Regions from separate parts of the Danio rerio genome. Here region 2 is linked to region 1. The links are chromatin contacts, called in public HiChIP or PLAC-seq maps. All regions are on one chromosome and are shown on one strand. Each heading gives the region's core, a stretch centred on a gene start, on an enhancer-like site or on the middle of the called end of the contact. The rest is flanking DNA. Distances are from core to core; before and after follow the strand shown.

The links. HiChIP or PLAC-seq counts read pairs in DNA pulled down with a chosen protein or histone mark.
Region 2: an H3K4me3 HiChIP or PLAC-seq map of gastrula embryo shows a contact between it and region 1, with 2.6 times the contacts expected there. The contact joins the promoter of ywhaqb here to the promoter of grhl1 in region 1. A contact is called at or near these places in 2 of 18 Hi-C or Micro-C datasets (embryo and an unstated tissue) and 2 of 4 datasets of contacts at active chromatin or transcription factors (embryo and gastrula embryo).

The regions. Positions count from the first base shown.
Region 1 is chr17:34,128,047-34,132,678 of GRCz12tu, reverse strand. grhl1 (grainyhead-like transcription factor 1) reads left to right here and starts at 2,191. Exons shown (of 15, transcript NM_001305567.1): 1 at 2,191-2,345. The coding sequence starts at 2,326.
Region 2 is chr17:34,202,880-34,207,597 of GRCz12tu, reverse strand. ywhaqb (tyrosine 3-monooxygenase/tryptophan 5-monooxygenase activation protein, theta polypeptide b) reads right to left here and starts at 2,546. Exons shown (of 6, transcript NM_201484.1): 1 at 2,485-2,546.

The DNA.
Region 1 (4,632 bases), core at 942-3,441:
AAGAGATATTAGCTATCCATTTAAGTGAAAGAATATCATAGTAGAAACTGAATGGAGTTTGAGTATCATGAATTTGGCTTATTTGCATGATAATAAAACAAGTAAGTGTGTTGGAGTTTGGGAACTACAAGCAAGATGTAAATCTTAGTTTTGTAGCCTAATCAATTCAAATGACATGCAAATAAACACAAGTGATTAGCTTGTAAACAACAACAACAAGCACCTTATTCTAAAGATGACTGTTTTCCCATTTGGTTTTGCTGCATTTCGCATTTCTGTTGATATATGAAGTGATATATGCATATTATATAGTTTCTTGTCAAGACAAGTTCAGGTTTAGAAATTATTATTATTATTATTTATTATTACTTATTATTTAATTGACTGAATAATTTTGTATAATTCTTTATGATTATATCATGCAAAACAAAACAGCTATATAAATATATATTGTTATTAAAGCCATTTTGTTCAGTTAAGAAGAACTAGCGTTGGGTTTTGGTTTGGTGTGGGTGTTAACAGCGCTTTGAATTGGGCCTGTCCTAATATGCTAAATGAATGCTGTATTGGCAACACCTAATATTGTTATGCACACAAATCAGCAGAAACTGAAGACATGGAAATGCATGTGAATTACAACATGAAAACTAAATTTACAGCCAAGCAAGAGATGTCATTGTTCATATTCATCTCTGGGATACACAATGAATGTTCAATTCTAATGATATCTCATCCTTTAGTGTAGTATGTTGAACATCACCAGCATTTTCAGGAACAGTTTAAACTTGTGTAATTTATAATGAGATGATATGTGTTTTTTTAATACAAATGCTGTCTTCATGCAGATTTTTTTCTATACTGTAAAGTGATTTAAACTTGTTTTATTTGATGTCTTGTTTAGTACCTGATAAAAGTTTGGGAAAAATTGGGAATATGTTTAAAACATTTATTAATTTGTATAATCCAAAGCTGCATTTTCTATATCATCACTCCACAGTTCAGAGTCAAATAATACTTCAGAATTTCAAATATACTGATTTAATTCTGTGTTGTGGTTAATCATTATCGTTTCTCAATATTCAATGCTGATTATTATATTATTATTAATGTAAAAATATATAAATATCGATTTTCAGGATTCTTTGATAAACAGAAGCTAAAAAGGCAGCATTAAAAATAGCTTATTATTTATTTTAGAATATTATAAATGTTTTTGTCACCTTTGATCAATTTAATGTGTCATTAATAAGTATGAATATTTTAAATAAATATTATCCCTTGTATTAACACATCTTTTATTAAGACTTTTATCTTTGTACTTTTGGTGGTATTATATTCACAGTTTCCATAAAAATACATGCAATAAACAACACAACTGTTTTCAACATGAATAAGAATACATGAAATAAATAAATAAATATTAAATATTTTAAATACTAAAATAAATTAAATTAAATAAATGTTTCTTGAGCATCAAATCAGCATATTAGAATGATTTCTGCACTGTAAAAAATTATATAATCAATTAGTCCTGAGCGCATATGTTTTTAGGTCATTGTAACTTTTTAAACAAAGTTAATCGTGTTCTAACTTAATTTGATAAGTTACACAAGCTGTTTTTAAGTCAGTTAACCTTAACATAAGTTCAAGGGACTCATAAGGTTATTTTGATTCAGCTTAAAAATTTAAGACAACCAGGAATTTTTCTACAGTGTGCAAGATCACGTGACAATAAAAATGTGAATAATGACATAAATAAATGCAATATTTAAAAAAAAAAACTATTTAAAAGGTAAATAATAATTCTCAGTATTACAGTTTTTCTTATTATTATTTTAAATCAAATACATCCAGCCTTGGTACGCAAAGAACACTAACATTACAAAATCATAATATTTTCAAACATCTTCAGTAGCCCAAATCTAAATCAGATTTGTTTGGAAAATAAAAATACTATATAGAAATATAGACAATTAAAAGCTTAAATAACCAAAATGTTCCAATGCAAATCTAAATTTAAAAACCGTATTTACACCGTGCAGTTAATTTCCCCAGATTTGATGCAACCTTAAACATGCACAAACCATAAACAGATGAGCGTCTTTGAATATTAAGCTCCTCCTCTTAGGTGTAATCCAATCCAGAGCCCTGTCACAGGTAAAACCGGCCCCAATTTCTCAGTATATCCAAAAAAGCGAGAAAAGCCAACAAAACCCGTTCTCGTACAACGCAGCCCTCATCCCATCCTGAAAACGTTGCTCCATACAAGAAGAAGAAGGATCGGATTTACAGTACCAACTAGAAAGTCCAGTTCGACCATAAGAGATGTCACAGGAGCATGAAAAGTAAGTTCACCACTGTTGGTCCATAGTTAACCGAGGGAAGATCGACACAAACGGATCTCATGATTCATACACTGTTTACTGCTTAATTCTGCTTTTATTTGCTGAAGCTGACTGAGATTAGTTTAGCAATTGTGGAAGGCATTGGCTTGCCGTGAGGAGTCAGACTGTCAGCGAGAGCTGATTCCGCTACACAGTTGTGCTGTTCGGTTTCTTCAGTTCACCTGTCATGTTCAGACCTGCTACGGTCGCAGGTGTATCTGCACCTGCTGCGGGAGTTATGAGCGCTGCGCTGAGTTTGTCAGACTTGCGTGATACTTGATTTGTTTTGAATGTTTGTTTATCTGTTTTGGAGTGAAATCGTATTTGAGGCAAAATGGGAATTGCAGGACTTTCTTTTAGTAAGTGTTTGTTATAAGCTTGTGCAACTAGTATCTGTGTTTTTGTAAAGGTAATAGTATATGATGTGGGAGTAAGTGATATTATTAGTATTGTACAGTATGTTAAATCTGCGATATTTGAATTATTATTTGTTCATTTGTTTTTGATGGATCCTCAACAGACATTGTTAACTGTAAGTAACTGTCAATAAGAATTCTCTCATTAAAGTACTTATATTTACTTACAGTCAGCTGAATGTCAGTTGAGAGACATTCAAAATAAAAGTGTTGGCAGGTATTACTGTAAACAGACAGACTACTAACACTCGCATGTAGTTAGGTATAATCAACAAAATGTCTAAAGGGATCATCAAAATATTATTTTAGGTTAAATTTGGCTAAAGTTTTGTAAAAGGAGCTGATTGAAACCACACACCTGCTTTCTAGGCGTTGGCAATTCCTACTCAGGAATGGTGTTTAAGGCTTTTGTGCATTGTTTAAAACATGCAAATCCACACAGAATCGCTCTGGATTTTTTAGGAAACGTTCCGGCTTCTTTTGTTTCGTAGAAGTGGTCATTGTGTGTACACTAAATATTTTCCAGTTGCTGAGCTTTTCCACTCAAACAAACGTTTGTTGATGACAATCACCATAGCATATATGCAACTAGAGACTGTGTATCTGTGGCTCCTAATGCAAAAACTCAAAACTCTTCTTAGTTAGTGTTTGGAGTTTGCTGGATGGGGTCGCAAACGCATCATTAGTGATTTCACGCTTGGTTGCCTCTTTTGTTTTAGAAGTGGGATTGCGTGTCCACAAGGTTTTTATTGTCCCAGGATAACGGATCTATCGGGTTGCGAAGTTAAAATCAAACAGGGAGAAAGAATGGCACAATTAGTTATCAAATTACTCGTAATCCGTTTGCGTACACCAACTTGGACGCAAGTTTTGTCATAGCAACTCTATATGGATCGAGTCTATTATTAAAGGGGACAACAGAAACTAACCATCATCACCCTCCCCCCCCAAAAAAGCCCTTCAAAATGGGGGGTTTCACAGTTTGACGAACTATTATTGGTGCTCCAAAGAGGTTTTTAGTAAGCAGTTTTGGAAAGTGTGAAGAAAGTTTTACCATTCTAAAGTACCTGTTGTGCAATTTAAAGATCATATGTTACTTAAATGATCTCTATAGAACCATTGATGTTTAAAGTATATGTTTTTGTTTTGAAAGTTCATCGAAAACCGAACATTTACTCACCATTGACTCACCCTTAAGTAGTTCCAAACACTTATGAGTACCTTTTATTGTCTTGTTAAACACAAAAAGATGTTCTGAAGAATGTTTTCTGGTAACCATTAAGATTCATAGTGTAAAATAAAAGAATTCTATGGAAGTTAATGGCTACCAGTTTTCAACATTTTCCAAAATACCCAAGTCTGTGTTCAACAAAAGTAAGAAACTCGAACTGATTTGAAACAAGTAAGGGATGATTACATGAAGACTTTTTTTAAAACTTTCGCTTAAAGAGTGCATGCATGGTGACATTAGCCCTGAGTAAAATGAATAATGCATATTTGAATTGCATACCAGTTAACGGGATAGTTCACCCAAAAATTAAACTGAACCATTGTGTGGTTTCAAACCTTTATTAGTTTCTGTTCTCTGCTGAACACAAAATAAGATATTTTGATGAAAGCTGAAAGCCTGTAACCATTGACATCCATAGTCGGAAAAAACAAATACCACTGAAGTCAATGGTTGCAGCTTTCCACTTTCTTCAAAATATCTTCTTTAGTGTTCAACAGATGAAAAGAAGACAAACAGGTTTGTGACAAGTAAAGAGTGAGTAAATGCTGACAGAATGTTCAGTTCTGGGTTAACATTCTTGTTATGGCCCTCACCTTAAACT
Region 2 (4,718 bases), core at 1,297-3,796, 75 kb before region 1:
ACTGATGTCTACCTCTTAGAAATGAGTGACTTATGAAGACAAGAAGCATTTGACTACAAGCTGTGAAGCACATAAACTAATACATTTTACTGGATGAGTCGTAGGTGAACTAAATAAGCAATGCCTTCAGACACTTAAATAAACAATATTGGGTGAGAAAATGATTCAATTACTCATTTGCCCACCTTGTTTTTAACATAAGAGCGGCAGAGATAATTGCTTTGTAAAAATTATCACACAAACTAATACATTTTACTGGATGTGTAACAGGAATATCTTGTCGTAACTGAATCAACTATGCCATTGCACACTTGAATGAACACAATTGGTTGGGAGAATGATTCAATTACTCATTTATCCACCTTGTTTTTAACGTAAGAGTGGTCATGGTCATCTGTAACCTAAATGCGCAAGACTTCCAGAGTCTTCTTCCCCTTCTAGTTATTTTTAGCTGTATGTACAAAAGACCTTGTTATTCTGCATGATATTCTAAAGTGGTGTTAATTATCAAATTATTTTAATGTACTGTCAGGATCAAGAACTTACTGGTTTGTAGCGCAAACAAATGTATTTGTTTTTTGTACTCTTGTGTTACATAAAGGAGTGCTGTCAGAAATGAAAGGCTCATTTCAGTAATTTAAGTTAATTTCAGTAATTAAATTTTTTTCAAGTTCTGAATAAAATAAAGTCCATTGTAAACAAATTTGTCAGTATAAACTGAACACGTGTCTCAAACCTTCTTATCTAGTTACTTATTAGAAACCTGTTTTTTTAAATACAGTGTTAAATATTTTTTGTCGTAAGATATATTGCACCAAAATATATAGCAATAAACTATTTTATTGTCATTATAAGACCATTTTTATGACACTCATTATAAAATGCCAGAATGACAATATAATATTATCAAATTCTTCCAAAGAATAATATTTGATTCTTAAGAATATTTAATCCTATTAGAGGCATTTTAATAATGTAATAAATAGACATTGGAATAAGATTGTGAAAAGTCAAATCCGACAAGAATAATAATAAATCCTAACAAAAAAGTGCAACGTAAAAACACGCTTTTTAACCATACTGACACCTCAAATAGAGATAGAGATGTTGCACAATCTGTAACAATGTTGCTAGAATTGGGTATGTATGGGCGATATATATTGCATCACCTAAAATTATTGAGGTCATGTCCATATGTTTTGCGATAAATCGATATATTGATTAATGTGACAGGGCTAGCCAAATGCCTTGAAAAACAACAACAACATGTGAATCTTAAGGAAATCTCCCATCTAGATATTTTTTTCTAGGTATTTAGCAATAATTAGCTTACTTCCGAGAAGCAAAAGGCGGTAGATGCCACATCAAAGCACACGCAAACATTGTTGCCATCAACTGTCGTAACGATGCAATCAGTAATGCATGAAGCAGATTTCAAATGACTCAAAAGATTCGAATCACTGAAATCAAGCTTTCTCCGTGAATCTTACATTTACATTACCTACACACATACTAGAAACACGGAGATCAGCTAAGACGAGTGGATGCGATTTAAATCCTAGCGAGCTGCCTGCCAAAACCGCATTTCCGACAGACACGCATTGCTGTCTAGGTAGCCAGCTCACTAGATTTGAAGACACGGACAGGGTGTGTATGAATGCAAGTGTGTGTGTGCAGCTTAACACATCTGTGTCAGTGTGATCCATACAGCCCAGCCCTGTTCACAAACACACACACAAACATGCGCACACACACACACACACACACACACACACACACATATATATATATATATATATATATATATATATATATATATATATATATATATATATATATATATATATATATATGCGTATTTTAATGTCAAAATAGGGGATTTTATTTATGTATATATGTAAACGTATAATTTTAATGTCAAAATAGGACATTTCAGTTTAGCACACCGATGAAAATCATACCGAGTCAATATGAATCAATGAAATCCAGCCTGATTTCCGTAGCAATGAGGTTTCTCGTTCTACAATGCGTTTTTTGCCAAACAAATGCGCACGTTAAGACTTAATATTAGTTTATAACACCAATACAACCCTATCTAAATCAACGTTTAACAAAATCGTATTGAAAAAGCATGTTTTAAAAAAACGTTTCGACGACCCGCCTTAAACAGCGATGGGTCTCATCTTGTCCAACACATATTATAATTTTAGCCAACACATATTAAGCAAATATGCATTCTAAGGACGCAAGTATCGCACACCAAATGGAAATACATGTTTACTACAATGTAATAAGCAAATCAACCATTTTTTTCCTGATCGATATGGACGCAGTTTGGCAGCCCCTCCTGCCTCTCAACCGACCAGCGCGGTTTTACCGATTACGCCGTCCAATGAAACGATATAAACCACACATAAGAACATAAGCTTAAATAATAAACACACATCATACTCTGTGGCTTAAACACATTAAATTGCACCTCACCTCGCAATCTATAGTTGGCTCCACCGGATTGATAGCCTTTGAGCTTGGATGGTTAGGAAAAAAAATGTAGTAGAGAAAGACAATCGAAAGTGTTACCACAGAACGTCGCTAATCCCGCCTGTCAGCCAATCAGAGGCTGCGTTTACCGCCTGTCACTCGTTGTTCTTTTCGCGATCGTCCAATAGCTGATTAGCGCGGGGAATGGAGGCGGGCCTGTGCCAATGCGTTCGGTTGCCCAGTAGACTCTGACTTGAAGCCACGGGGTTTCCTCCAATTAGAGCAAGGGGGATGACGTCACTATTGCTATGGTGATTCCCCCCTCCTCCTCCTGCTCATCCCAGCATCACCATCAGCATCATGATTGGGAAGTGGATGCAGCAGCAGCAGATCCAGCTTTCCTACCGAGACCCAAATACCAGCTCTCATTAATCAGATCGCTGAGATAATTGCTTTGCTTCTTCATTTAAAGGCTGGTTGACTTTCTACAGGATGTGTTTCATGTTTACGAGAATGTACTGTGTTCTGCTTGCTGATAAGATGATTCAAGCACAGATTTAAGGTTAAGTCTGAATTCTGAACAAACACACACATGCATACACGCGCACACACACGCACGCGCACACTGTACATACACCAGAGGCTGTTCTGCATTATGAATATATAAAGGACATAACAAGGTTGTCACTGCAACCTATTTAAGTGTGACTTTATTTGGAATGCAACAAGCAATAAGTATATTTTCTGAAATTATTAACCAGTAACTTCATATTACAATATAAATTATGCATGCGTATGGGCTTATTATTAAAATGCAAATTCATTAAGTGGCATCAGTTCACTAGAATGTGGCCAGTGACGCATTCATGTTGCTATGCAACAAAAATAACAGCCTGCTATAGAGTGTTAGTGCAGAGTGCTGCTTCTGAATGTATTTTTCCCATTCTGTTGTTTCCTTTTGTTAAAGCATTATAAGCACTGAACCAAATCAACAAGCTACAAAGAGAAGCACAACATTACGAACTTTGATATCAAGCAGAAAATCAGACCAATAAACTAATTATTTGCTTTAGTGGGGGAAAGAACTATAGTCTCATGAAGCATTTTGAATGACATAATTGCATTAGAAATATTAGAAATTAGTTGTGGCAAAACAAAATGTCAAGTTTCTCACAAATGTGCATTTTTGCATTATTTTTTTGTTATTATTGTATTTAGGCCAATTTGCGGTGCTTCGAGGGAATAAGAGGACCTAAAAAACTGTTTCTGCCCCTCTTTTTCTTATTTCTGTCTTTTTTCTTTTCTTTTTTATGTATTTAACCTATAGAAGAGTAACAAACAGGCTCTATTTCTGTTGTTAAACATATAAACACCAAGGCTAGGACCATCAAATAAATAAATATGAATAACTAAATAAATAAATAGGGCAGCATGGTGGCGCAATGGGTAGCACATTTGCCTTACAGCAAGAAGGTCGCTGGTTCAAGCCTCGGCTGGGTCAGTTGGCGTTTCTATGTGGATTTGCATGTTCTCCCTGTGTTCACATGGGTTTCTTCCGGGTGCTCTGGTTTTCCCCACAAGTCCAAAGACATAGGCTTTAGATGAATTTGGTAAGCTAAATTGACTAGTTTATGAGTGTGAATGAAATTGCGTGGGTGCTTTCCAGTGATGGGTTTCAGCTAGAAGGGCACCTGCTGCGTAAAACATATGCTGGATAAGTTGGCGGTTCATTCCGCTGTGGCGACCCCTGATTAATAAAGGGTCTAAGCTGAAAAGAAAATGAACGAATGAATATATGAATAAATAAATATGAATAAACAAATATATATAAAGAAATATATAAATATAAATAAGCACATATGAATAAATAAATAAATATGAACAAATAAATATGAAAAAATAAATAAATTAATTAATTAATTTCAGGAGGTTTAATATTATTCTGTTGTCAGTCTTCTAAGGCAGTCTTCTATTTTCAAATAATTGTAAAAATTAAACCATTTTATTTTTTTAAATGTTTTTACATCAAAATTCATCCTCTTTGTTTACATACATGCTCAAAATTCAAGAAGTTTTTTATTTTAATAAAAAAAAAATTGTGAATCATTTGAATATTAAACAAAGATCTTTTCATACTGATCTTTAATCTTAGATTAGTAATGCGCTTGGCTAAGAAACTGCCAAATTTCGACAACTTTAAAGTCAATTTTCTCAGTAGTTAGACAGGTAGAGTCCTC